2 separate regions of the Mus musculus genome follow, and region 2 is linked to region 1. The links are chromatin contacts, called in public Micro-C maps. All regions are on one chromosome and are shown on one strand. The core of a region is the stretch at or near the end of the contact, and the rest is flanking DNA. Distances in the headings are between cores, read along the strand shown.

Evidence for each region. A called contact is a pair of places that touch in the nucleus more often than the background predicts.
Region 2: a contact with region 1 is called in a Micro-C map of embryonic stem cells, with 5 times the contacts expected there. The contact joins the promoter of Cep162 here to the promoter of Snap91 in region 1. A contact is called at or near these places in 4 of 39 promoter capture datasets (cranial neural crest, embryonic stem cells, hippocampal neurons and 1 more), 12 of 484 Hi-C or Micro-C datasets (the N1E-115 cell line, adipose-derived mesenchymal stem cells, cerebellum and 5 more) and 2 of 115 datasets of contacts at active chromatin or transcription factors (VIP interneurons and forebrain).

What each region holds. Positions count from the first base shown.
Region 1 is chr9:86,876,418-86,882,856 of GRCm38.p6, forward strand. It overlaps Snap91 (synaptosomal-associated protein 91), which reads right to left and starts at 4,032. Exons shown (of 30, transcript NM_013669.2): 1 at 3,844-4,032; 2 at 3,005-3,164. The coding sequence starts at 3,134.
Region 2 is chr9:87,250,881-87,257,397 of GRCm38.p6, forward strand. It overlaps Cep162 (centrosomal protein 162), which reads right to left and starts at 4,652. Exons shown (of 27, transcript NM_199316.2): 1 at 4,383-4,652; 2 at 3,052-3,168. The coding sequence starts at 3,108.

The DNA of each region.
Region 1 (6,439 bases), core at 2,782-5,281:
AAACCTGAGAATTTAACTTTACCTCCCAGCACATTTCCCCATGTGAGAGCTGCCCCCAAATGTTAATGATTCGTCCCTTCAAACACACAAGTCATACACTATTAAGCAACACTACATAATAACCATAAATTAGCAATAACAATTTTGGTATTTTAATCCCAAATTATTAGTTTTGAAGCCAGCATTCTAATATTGAATCTCCATTTCATGATGATTCTGAGAGCAATGAATCCAATATTTTAGACAATCACACAGTCCTAAACTCTCTTTGTTATTTCCCAACTGAAACTCCAAATTAAAAATGTACACATCAAATCAAACTCACCATGCAGTTTTGCTTCAAACTACCAAATTGTCTTGTACTCTTCCTTCTAATCAACATTGAATGCTTTCAAAACTAAAACAACAACTATTTGTACAGTTCGGTGTCTCCAAACTTAGGGAGCATATTCACATGTCTTCCCCCCACCCCACTTCACATGTCTTAATAACAAGATTAATGTGCTTTTACAAATGATATGTCACCTTACCTCCACCTCTCTTTTCTTAGAAATTTTTAACTTATTATATATACAGTGTTCTGCTTATGGTTATGCCTGATCTCATCATAGATGGTTACCAGGCACCATGTGCTTGCTGGGAATTGAACTCAGGACCTCAGGAAGAGCAGTCAGTGCTCTTAACCTCTGAGCCATCCCTCCAGCCCAACCTCCATCTCTTAACTACCGAGAGTCCTGCTTTTTAAAGGAACTTTACAAAAAATTCTGAACATAACACAATTTAAATAGTCATTTTTCCCACAGTCTCATTAGAGTAAGATGTAGCAGCAGAGTGATACCTGTCTTTCCAAATTCCACCCAAAGTCTAAGTTTAAGGGGAAGATGTTTTAATGGGAAGATAAAAGAATAAAAAGGAGCCCCTAAACATACTCCTCAGAACTTGGATCCTGTTCAGTTTTTAAAGTGACTGAATAAAATGTATGTATGAGTTGTGAAATCCATTCATGCATGGTGTTTTGCAGATGAGGAAGGGTTAGGCTATATGCTCTTTCTGCTTTCACAACAGAACATGTTTCTAACCAGAGACAGCAGTTAAATGTCATAGTTAAAGGCAATCAAGGTTTGCCAGCCCAGCTGAAAAGCCCAGTAGCCAGCACAAGGAAGTATAACATATAATTATTCAAATAATTCAAAATCATTCCTATTTCAGCTAATTTCCATTAATATGGAATCTTCTACCATGATCCATATCGTCTAAAGTACTCTACCCATTAACATAGGCTGGGGTATAGGAAATAACCTATTTTCAAGCACTTTTAAGTGTTTGACCTGTGAGGATAAAGACAACTAATCAGATTGGGGGGATGCAGTCTTTATCTGAATGCTGTGAACCTGACCTGATCAAACCTGAGAATGCTCTCTGACACGTATCAATACACTCATCTATCATCAAAAGCAAATCTGTCACCTGAACAGCTTTGGTCGTGAACATTTTCTAGGTTGACAGAACCGTGAGTCAGCCTCCCAGAGTTGGGGAAACTGATGGAAAGATGGCTAAATGATTCAGCATGCTGCAGCAAAAGGAGCTGGTCATGAATTTATAATTCCTACTCCTGTTAGGTGTCTTGGCCCTGAGAGCCTCTCTTACCTGGTACTCAATGTGTAACACATTATACTGTAATCAATAAATTTTCTTAAACATTCCCTCAGGAAAAACGTAATAATGTCTCCCCCTCAGATAAACTTCTAGACAGAAAAGTCTCCAATGCCGTGTGACAGCTCTGACAGAGCCCAGTTGCAAGCTTCCTCAAGCTCTGCTCATGGCAAAGGAGAGGGCTGGGGCTAACTGGAATGGTGGGGTTGCCATTTTCTTGGCAACACAAGAGACAGAAGAAGGGTTGAAGAAAATAAAATATAAAAATAAAACAAACAAACAAACAAAAAAAACCCCCCAACAAACCAAAAGAGGTCAAGACAGTGAGGTGGGAATATGAGCACGGGCAAATGTGTTTCTGTGCCAAGAGTGACATTTAACAATGAGCACCAACAAAGGGCAGAGGAGTCTAAGCAGGTCAAACAGATGTAGAGAGACTGTAGAATACTATTTGGGATAGTCTTGGGGGATACTCACTGCCTAAAGCAGGTTAAAGTCTTTCTAAGTATCACTTTCCCCTCCAGTAGCAAAAGACTAACTATACTAACAGCATGAAAAACTTCAGAAACATACAGCTCCCCAACCAGAATAAAGCTTTCTCCGGAGAGCCAATGATCATGGGAAATATTATGTATTAAATATTATGTTTTCATCTAAAACTGTACCACCTCTAAAGAGGAGAGGACATTCATTTTGTGAGCTGACCAGTTATCCCACCCAGCATTTTCTGAGAACAGGACAAAGGAAGTGTGCCAAGATGTTCAGAATGAAATCGCCATTATCTGCTCATTCAATAGCTTGGATTTATTTCAGTTCGGCTCAGTGTAGTGACATATGACACACGCGCGCACTCCCCCACACTCACACACAAATTCTGAGTAGCAGCAGAGGAAAAAGCAGGATTTTACGATTATCCAAAATGCTCTTAAGAAATTAGTGTCAAGAGTGGCCATCCACCCACCCATCAATCTCTCTGTCTCCCCATTGTGACCCTACCACCCCTCATTTCCTTTAACCTAACAGAGAGTGGAGAAAAAAAATGATTAAAAGGATGTAGCCCAAATGTACACTTTTATGCAACCGTGTGTGTGTGTGTGTGTGTGTGTGTGTTCCCTCCTCTAGGCTCTTGGAGGTCATCAGAAGAAAAAAACGGCTCGATAGACAAGGTTTCAGGGCCTATTCAAGGGGACACCTCCAAGGCCAGAGGCAGGAGCTCAGGATCTCAGGATCGACTCGATGGTGAGCCAGTTCCCAAGGCTTCTGGCAGTATTACAGACTGCCAAGGCCATGCCGCCGGCCTTTGAGCCCCTATGGTCACGCGCATGTCCCGCTTATATAAAAGGATGCTTACAGTCCAGGTGCTTCTTCTTGGGGCCCATCACCTCATGAGTGGTGGCTTTGCAGACTGCTCTTGCTACAGCAGAGCCAGTCACGCTGTACTGAGCGGCGGCGATCCGATCCGTGAGCGTTTGGCCCGACATCTTCACCGGCCGCGTCTACCGCCTCCTCTTCTGCAGGAAATAAGAGGAGATGGTCCGGCTTTCACCCGCACCGCCTTAGCTGGAGCGCCCGGCCTTGCCTGCTCCCTCCGCTCGGCGGTTCTCTCCTCCGCCGACCCCGCCCTGGCACCGCCTCTTGGGACCAGCGGCGCGCCAAGCCCAGTTGGTCCATCGAGGTCCAGGGCTGTCAGCCACCCGCAGGGTAGTCCTTGCATCGTGCCACGGTCCCGCTTTCCCACACCCTGAAGCGGTCACCACATCCCGGCTTCGCCCCCTGTCAAGCAGCACTGTCCGCGCAACCCTTTTCGGTGGTGCGAGACCCGGTGCGCGTCGGGGTTACCCCGGACGCCGCGCCCAGAAGCGCGCACCTTTCGCTGCCCCGAGCCGCAACGTGTCTCCCACAGCACCGCAGGGCCGCGGCCACCTCCTTTCTGTCCTGGGGCTGCGGCGGCAGCAACGACTCCTCTTCCCTCGCCCTCCATCCCTATAGTCGGGCCGCCCTGAGCCGCGATGCGCCTCACCCTTCTCCAGTCGGATCTCAGAGGGCGGACAGCCCAGGCCCCGCCCGGCCGCTAAAGCGCCACCGAGCTGTCACCCGGCCGCCTCTGCCCTTCTCCGCGCCCTAGGATTATCCCTCGAATCCCCGGGTCCTGGAGCAGGGGAGGGGACCCGTGCGGCCCAGCGTACTCACCCCGCCCCAGGAGCACCGCAGCCCGGACGCCGCGCGAGGTAGCTGAGTGCAGACACGCACCGCCCTGGTGTCCCCGGGCCGCGATGCCTGTAGCCCCGGCCCGGCCCCTGTCTCAGCTCCGCGGTCCCCGCGGTCCCCACCCGCCGCCGCCTCCGCCAGCGCCGCCGCGTCTCTCTAGCGCTCGGCGCAGCGTCCCCATCCCCGCCCCCACCTCAGCTGGAGCGCCTGCGACGAGTCAGGTGACGGCAGCCGACGAACCCGGGCCAGTCCTCTGCAGAACGCCAGCGGCCCCCTCCCTGTCGCTCCTGCTCGCCGCCCCCCTCGGAGCCGCGGCTTTAAACGGGAGGAGGGCCGCACGCGAGCATCCCTGGCGGGCGACGGCGGAGGAGGGGGTGGGACCGGAGGGGCGCCGCGGCTCTATGGCTTGCGTTCTTGCGCGCGCCCTGCGTCCCCGCGCGCACCCGCTGCGTCCCCGGGCGGACCTGGTGCGCGCGCGCCGCGCATACCTGCCGGGCAACTGCAGGATGCTCGGGGATCGCCGCGGGCGTGGGCCTGGGGAGAGGGAGGGCTGTGAAGGCCGAGGCAAGGGCGGCAGCGTGCGCTGCCAACAGAGCCCAGCCCCTTCTCCTAAGAAGCGTGCCTGTGACTAGCTGGCCTGTCCTCGGCAGTAGAGGCCCAGATGGGCAGGGCGATTTGAAATGTCAGATTCTGTGGCCACGCGACCGTTACCTGTGCACCCTCAGCTCCTTGAGGCTGCTCCACTAGTCTCAGTTACAACGGGGAGCCGAGTGGGCAGGTAATTCGAGCCGCTTTAGCCTTAAAGCAATACTGAGGTATGCGGTATAGACAAGTAGCAAAGCAATTAGCTGAATGCCAGATTACACTCGTCTTGTAATCATTTGCACCCTTAAACTGTAATTTTTGCCATTTAAATATGTCGGAACGTCTTATATTATTTGAATGTCGAGTGTTATTTGCATGGGATTGGAGTCGGTTAATAATTTCATGAGTTGACATTTGTAAAGGTCATTGTCTTAACTATTCTTTTAAATTCCCACGGTTAAGATCAGAAGTTCCCTTAGGTACTTCCCTGACATATTTTCTGGCTTTACACAGGTGACCTCTGTTCAGTCCCCCAAGGTCATATACGCCTACTTACACACATCAAGGTTCTGCCTTGTAGTTTTTCTCTTGGTCCGGTGTTCAATACCCAATCATAACTTCCTAACAGCTGGGGCTGATCCCAGCAGCAGCAATTAGAAACCTTGTTGACTAAAGAAAGAAAGATCAAGACCACCACCAAAAAGTTATGTACGTATTACTATATGACCCCCGCAGTCCTGCACAGTATTTACCCAATTGGGGGGGGGGGGAACCAGACACACACATTTTTCTCTTTAAACTTTCACTCAAAATTAGTAGCAGCTTATATAATGGCCCCACACTGGAGGAAAACCAGTCTATTGATAAATAGCTAAAGAAAACATGGCATATCCACACAACAGAATACTACTTAGCAATAACAAGACAGAAATGAACAACATGGATGAATTTGAGAACATACGATGCTTCATGAAAGAGGCCAAATCACCAGGACGTTATTTACTATTTTGATCCATTTATGTAACAGAGTAAGAAAGGTTTAAGTTCAAGACAGAAAATACACCAGATGCCAAGGTTCAGGACTGGGGACTGACTTCAAAAGAAAAACTATTTAAAATGATAGAAAAGGTTTATATCATGACTAAGGTGGTCGATAACAACAGTATGAATTTGGACACATAGAATTGGTGAATTTTATTGCAAGTAAACGAGAACTCAGCATATCTGATAAAGAGCTGGAGTAGCCGTATTGGTATTAGCTAAGGTAGACTTTATAGTAGGGATGTTAATGGGAAGAAAGAGGCACATTGCATAACAACAAAACTCATCAACAGCCAATTCCATATGTTTAGCCATCTAGGAACAGAACTTCAAACAGGATGGTGCAAAAGGAGCGATAGTAAATCCACAATTACAGCTGAGTTCTGCATCGTCTCATTTATAATTGATAGAGTAAGTAGACAGAAAACTATTGAGGGTATGTGTGATTCAAAATAGCCCTAACTTACTCTGTCATATAATATAGAACACTTTAGCCTGCAATAGTGGAATGCATTATTTTAAATGCTTTTAAAATATTCTCCAGAGTAGACAATATTCTTCACTGTATAAGTAGGTTCAATACATTCAGAAGAATTATAGTCATACAAATTATGGGGTTTCCCCCCTACAGTTGAGTCAAACTCATTAACAGATAGATATCTTTTTTAAAAATCAGTATATTAAATAGCACACTCAGCGCACCCATAGACCTAATATTCCCATACAGAACTACTTTCAACTAAATGGTAATAAAAATAAATGCAACATATCAAAATATACTACCTGTAGAAAAAGCGCCGACTATAAGAAAATGTATAGTATTAAAATACTTATATTAGGAATGAAGCTGGACACAGTGTAGGGTAAAATGTCTACAGGCTGTAGGGTAAAAGGTCTGAGCACACTTCCAGGTTTGAAAACCCATCTAAACCCAGTTCCTGGGCTCTCACTC
Region 2 (6,517 bases), core at 3,402-5,901, 380 kb after region 1:
GTAGAAGAATGCGAATTGATCCATTCCTATCTCCTTGTACTAAGGTCAAATCTAAGTAGATTAAGGAACTCCACAAAAAAACAGAGACACTGAAACTTATAGAGGAGAAAGTAGGGAAAAGCCTCGAAGATATGGGTACAGGGGAAAAATTCCTGAATAGAACAGCAATGGCTTGTGCTGTAGGATCGAGAATTGACAAATGGGATCTCATAAAGTTGCAAAGCTTCTGCAAGGCAAAAGACACCGTCAATAAGACAAAAAGGCCACCAACAGATTGGGAAAGGATCTTTACCTATCCCAAATCGGATAGGGGACTAATATCCAATATATATAAAGAACTCAAGAAGGTGGACTCCAGAAAATCAAATAACCCCATTAAAAAATGGGGCTCAGAGCTGAACAAAGAATTCTCACCTGAGGAATATCGAATGGCAGAGAAGTACCTGAAAAAATGTTCAACATCCTTAATCATCAGGGAAATGCAACTCAAAACAACCCTGAGATTCCACCTCACACCAGTCAGAATGGCTAAGATCAAAAATTCAGGTGACAGCAGATGCTGGCGAGGATGTGGAGAAAGAGGAACACTCCTCCATTGTTGGTGGGATTGTAAGCTTGTACAACCACTCTGGAAATCAGTCTGGCGGGTCCTCAGAAAATTGGACATAGTACTATCGGAAGATCCCGAAATACCTCTCCTGGGCATATATCCAGATGTCCCAACTGGTAAGAAGGACACATGCTCCACTATGTTCATAGCAGCCTTATTTATAATAGCCAGAAGCTGGAAAGAACCCAGATGCCCCTCAACGGAGGAATGGATACAGAAAATGTGGTACATTTACACAATGGAGTATACTCAGCTATTAAAAAGAATGAATTTTTGAAATTCCTAGGCAAATGGATGGACCTGGAGGGCATCATCCTGAGTGAGGTAACACAATCACAAAGGAACTCACACAATATGTACTCACTGATAAGTGGATATTAGCCCAGAAACTTAGGATACCCAAGATATAAGATACAATTTGCTAAACGCATGAAACCCAAAAAGAACGAAGACCAAAGTGTGGACACTTTGCCCCTTCTTAGAATTGGGAACAAAACACCCATGGAAGGAGTTACAGAGACAAAGTTTGGAGCTGAGACAAAAGGATGGACCATCTAGAGACTGCCATAACCAGGGATCCACCCCATAATCAGCTTCCAAATGCTGACACCATTGCATACACTAGCAAGATTTTGCTGAAAGGACCCAGATAGAGCTGTCTCTTGAGAGACTATGCTGAGGCCTAGCAAACACAGAAGTAGATGCTCACAGTCAGCTATTGGATGGATCACACGGTCCCCAATGGAGGAGCTAGAGAAAGTACCCAAGGAGCTAAAGGGATCTGCAACCCTATAGGTGGAACAACATTATGAACTAACCAGTACCCCGGAGCTCTTGACTCTAGCTGCATATGTATCAAAAGATGGCCTAGTCGGCCATCACTGGAAAGAGAGGCCCATTGGACACACAAACTTTATATGCCCCAGTACAGGGGAACGCCAGGGCCAAAAAGGGGGAGTGGGTGGGTAGGGGAGTGGGGGGTGGGTATGGGGGACTTTTGGGATAGCATTGGAAATGTAAATGAGGAAAATACCTAATTAAAAAAAAAAAAAAAACCTCGAAGAGAACGCTTATGAGAACCTGAAACCCAGGGGGGAAATGACTCCCCCAAAGAGTGATAGCAAGTGGGATCCAAATCAACTGAGGACTGTCCGCTTTCCACTGCTGCATGCAGCCATCCAACTAGGAAGATACGAGGGCTGCCATCTAAACCTCTGAATTATCATCAGTCTGAATGTCCGGTATCTCTATCACTTTCCAGTCAGTCTTTAAACATACTACCTCATTGAAACATTCCATTTCTTGCTCCTGAACCCCAGTTTCTTTGTCTACATACAGGGATAGAACCACTGACCATTCCGTGTTATGGCAAAGATGAGAAAGACAAAGGATGAGTATCCGCCCTTCCAATCAAGATTTTCTTCACCGCTTTGCAGGTTATTATCATCCAACGGAACCAAATCCCTGGCCCTCAGATAGTAAAGACAATGAGAATCAAGGCCTTCATAAAGGAATACATGGTTGGTGGGAATAACAGAGCATACGACTAGCCAATTTCATGTGTAGGCAAATATTGAGAAGAGATTCACATACATCCACACTCACACTTGCGTGATTATTAAGAGCAACATTATTCATGACTGTCCAAAATGGAAGGATCCCAAATGCTGTCAACTGACAACATATAAGCATTATATCCACAAAATGGCAAACCACTCTCTGAAAACACCATGCTAAGTAAAAGAAGCCAGACTTCAGAGACCACACATCCTAAATGGTTCCATTTCTATGAATATCTGCAACAGCCAAACTTGGAGACAAAGCAGTAAGGGATAACCCAAGGCTGGAAGGACAAAGAGCCAAGAGTAATGGTTAAAGGATAAGGGTTTCCTTTTAGGAATGATACAGGCATTCTGCAACTGACTATGGTGAAGGTTATATAATTCTAAAACAGTTGTCATACAAACTTTAAGTGGGTGAACTGAATGGTTTATGAATTGTAACTGAAGAAAATTAACTTTAAAAAAAAATTAGGTTGAACCACTCCCTTATAACCAGAAATTGAGCAAAATATTTGTTCAACATGGTTCTCTTTCTCTCTCTCTCCGTCCCTTTCCCTCTCCCTCTCTCTCTCTCTGTGTGTGTGTGTGTGTGTGTGTGCATGTGTTTGTGTTTGCATGTGAGCGCGTGCACACATGCACCTTGGAGGGAATGCTGCATTCACTGGGACCGCTGGGTAGACTGGGTGAGAAGATGGCATTGAGCTAACAGGCAGCAGCATTTGAAATGAGTCGAACTGAGGACGGCTGGATAATTCTGTAGGTGCAGGTAGAAGGGATGAGCTGATGGGGTGGTTTATGTTTTCAGAAGAAAGCACTCAAGGATGGATCTTACAAGATGAATTTACAATAAATATTACAATAAATACAGCTTGAGCTTACCTCCTTCATAAACCGTTCAAATTCTTCATCAAGGTCTACTTTGAAATAGTGAGCCATGGTTAGTAATTTTCACGTCACAAAGCAAGTATCTTAAAATTATTCACAGCATTGGAAACACTAAATGACAGAAACAGATGGAAAAATAAACACCTCTGGAGGAAAACAATCATTAAACATCATTAAAACAACACTACTTTAAACTTCAACTTCTCAAGACAGTTTTATATATGTACACACATATATATGATGTAACTTGACAGTTATATTGCAATTACGAGACACCATTGGAGGTCTAATTCATTGAAGCTAACTGACTTGGGAAAGTAGCTTATGAAGTATGTCTTCTCAAGGTTGATCATTACATTTCATCCAGTCGCTAAGAGGTGGGCTCCAGGATCTTTTCCACTGTATATGTATTTGTCTCTGCTAATACCTCTCAGAATCCAGGTCCTCACAGAGAATATTAAAAAAAAAAAAATTAAAAGAGCAGGAGTGGAAAGACTAATATTTTTTCTTGTAAAGCACAGTATACAGGTTGTGCTTCCGGATTCACGTATTTTCAAATTAAGGGTTTTGCAAAATAGACTTTCTATAATCAGGATTTTTTTCCAGACATAAACTAAGTGAATTTATAAGACTCAGAATATAATAAAGAATTTAGTGGTGCATCCCAGAGATTTCTACACTTAGGAGACAGACAGCTCTTTAGTTGGGAGGTTAGCCTGAGTTACAAGCCTGAATTTCAGGTTAGTCTGAGCTATATAGTGCAATCCTGTCTTAAAACATCCCCAACGAGCACAGAATACCCTTGGAAGTTAATGACACACATTAACTACTATTTATGTTTCTCTTGAAGCAAAGGCAGGCTAAAAGAAACAATGCCGCGAGCACCTTTAATGGGATCTAGTCAAGTTGTCTCAAAGCTGGACTTCAGCTAGGAGAGGCCATCTTCAGATCTGTCCTAAACCTTTGGATTTAACTCTTTAGGGCAACACGAACAAACGCTAGTTTTCTTTTCTAAGGGACGGCAGCAGGTTTGCCCACCATCTTTCAGTGGAATACTTAGTGCTTTTATTTGCATTTTCGACTAAGAGGTCTTAGGGTCAGGATGAGGAGTTGGACAAACAGGTTAGTCAGAGGCAAACCCCACGAAAGGGCCCTCAGCTCAGTCCAGGCTGCAGGAAGCGCAGATTTGGGGGCTAGCTCGAAGCAAAGACTTGGAGTCCCGACAGAGGAGCGGAGTAATGCGCAAAACAAAGTTCGGAGACCCTGCCTGAGGTACAACCTGGAAACAACAACAGGGTCGCAGACAGCCACAACGCCTCACCTACCTGCTCCTGGGAGCCCGCGCTCTCCCGGAAAGTCCCGGCGAGCGGGCTGTTGTCAGGGCAACAGACCCCTACAGGCGGGCTCCCGGGTGTCACGTGATCCTGCCTGCCACGTGACCCAGGGAGCAGCCAGACAAGCTGTCAGTCTTCTGGTGACTCTCAAATAAAGATTGGAACCTTCACGGCTCTGCAGGATGTGGCGGCCGTAAGGGACGTGGGCGCGGCAGCAGTGTGCACATCCCGCTTTCTCTTACTCCCGGAAATCCCGAGCTCAGCTAGCCGGCCGGGAAGACCCAGGCGCAAGCGCACCATCTAGAGCCAGCGCGTGGCTTTCTGGGAGTTGTAGTTTAGTCCCTTTGTGCTCGTCCTTCCGCAGCGAGCTGCTCTTCTTTCCAGCCTTTCCCACCCTTTTCATTTGAAGGCTACTGTCCAGGTTGAAAGTTTTAAAAACGGTGTAAGAGGGTTGATTTCCTTCAAGTAATAAGCCTTGTGTGGGTGTTATGAGAAAAGTACAAATGCATTAGAAATAATTCCGGTGTTAGAAGAGATGTCCGCCACCCAGTGGACAAGCATTTGAAAATACACAATACCAAGATTCTCAGTGAGAGCCTTGCACTAGTTCAGCAGCTCTGGTTTTTCTGGTATCCTGCTTTTCAAAGCTCTCTTCTGCAGTGGTTTGCTTGAGTTTTTATTTTATTTTACTTTTTTACCCGCTCTCTCTCTCCTCTTTCTTTCGCTCTCTGGATACGTATACACAGGCACACCAAATCAGAAGACAACATTTTGGAATGAAAGTAAAATCTTCAAACAGTAAAGGTCTTTGCCTCTGGTATACATAGTTCTGTACCTCCTTTCTGGCCTGAACTTTTCACTCAACAATGCATATTGACATCTGAGTGTGTACAAGCCAGAAACTATCCGATTAAAATGCAATAATAGAGACCTGTTTTAAGCTACCATTTTAAGCTTGGTGAGAGCATTATGTACATTATTTAAATTTTACAATTTACAAGTCAACTTAATTCAGCTTATGGCTTTTCTTTTAGTACATACTGAATTGAGCACATTCCATGCCCTATAGACGTGGGTTCCGTGAAGCAGACAAGTAGCCCAGACAACTGTTAAAGGAGTGCGGCAAGAAGAGCTATGGTGGCTAGTCATGTACACAAGCTGAGAAAGTTGGGGGATTTTTTTCCACTTGAGGTCTCATTTCAGTCTCACTCACCATAGTTATTTTTTACCATCAACTTGTTAGGGTCCAAGATCTTGGGAGAATGATACCCTAAACTAAGTAGTATGCAAAAGCAAAGAATGTTTATTCAGCAGAATTTCCTGCAAGGAGGGGTCTCCTCATTCAGGAATGGACACATGTAGTGAGTGGGCTTGCAGGCCTAGCTTTTATATTTGTCAGTTAGGGGAATTCCAGGGAGGAATTTGTGCCATTTTGCCTTGATTGGTTAGCTCTATCTCTAGAAGTTTGACTGATTCTACAATTGGTTAGGGCTCTGGAGACTTCCCAGGTTTGGGGTGGGGAGGGATCTCTTATCCATTCTAGATACCTATTCTTACTTCAGGCCAGATGACAAGGTGTCCACAGATTGGCTGCCTGTGGCTTGGTTTGCTGACCACAGGTTCCTGGACTTAGGGTCTCATTTCTGGGAAACAGAAAGTTAGGCCTCGTCTCCCAAACTGTTAGTTTATTTTCACCTTATCCATCTTTCGTTAGATTTTCCAATTCAGCTTTACCCGCACCAGACTACTAAAACAATTCTTGGTGGGGGTTGCTAATTTTCTCATAGGGTGTTGCAAGATTGTAGAAAACAAATTTCTATGACATAACCTTAGTTAATATGAAAACCCTATTTGTGCTTGTTCTAGATTTCCCTTTGAGCTCTAGTGTTCTCTTACGCGCGTTTGCGACCGGCCAGGAAAGACGCAACAAGCCAGAATCTTCTGCGGCAAAGCTTTATTGCTTACTCAGGAGCAAGAGAGGAAGAGCGCGGCAGAGAGAGGCAGAGAGGAAGAGAGAGAGAGACGCAGAGAGAGGCAGAGAGAGGGGCAGAGAGAGAGAGGCAGAGAGCAGAGGAAGAGAGCAGAGGAAAAGACGAAGAGAAAGAGACAAAGAGACGAAGAGACGA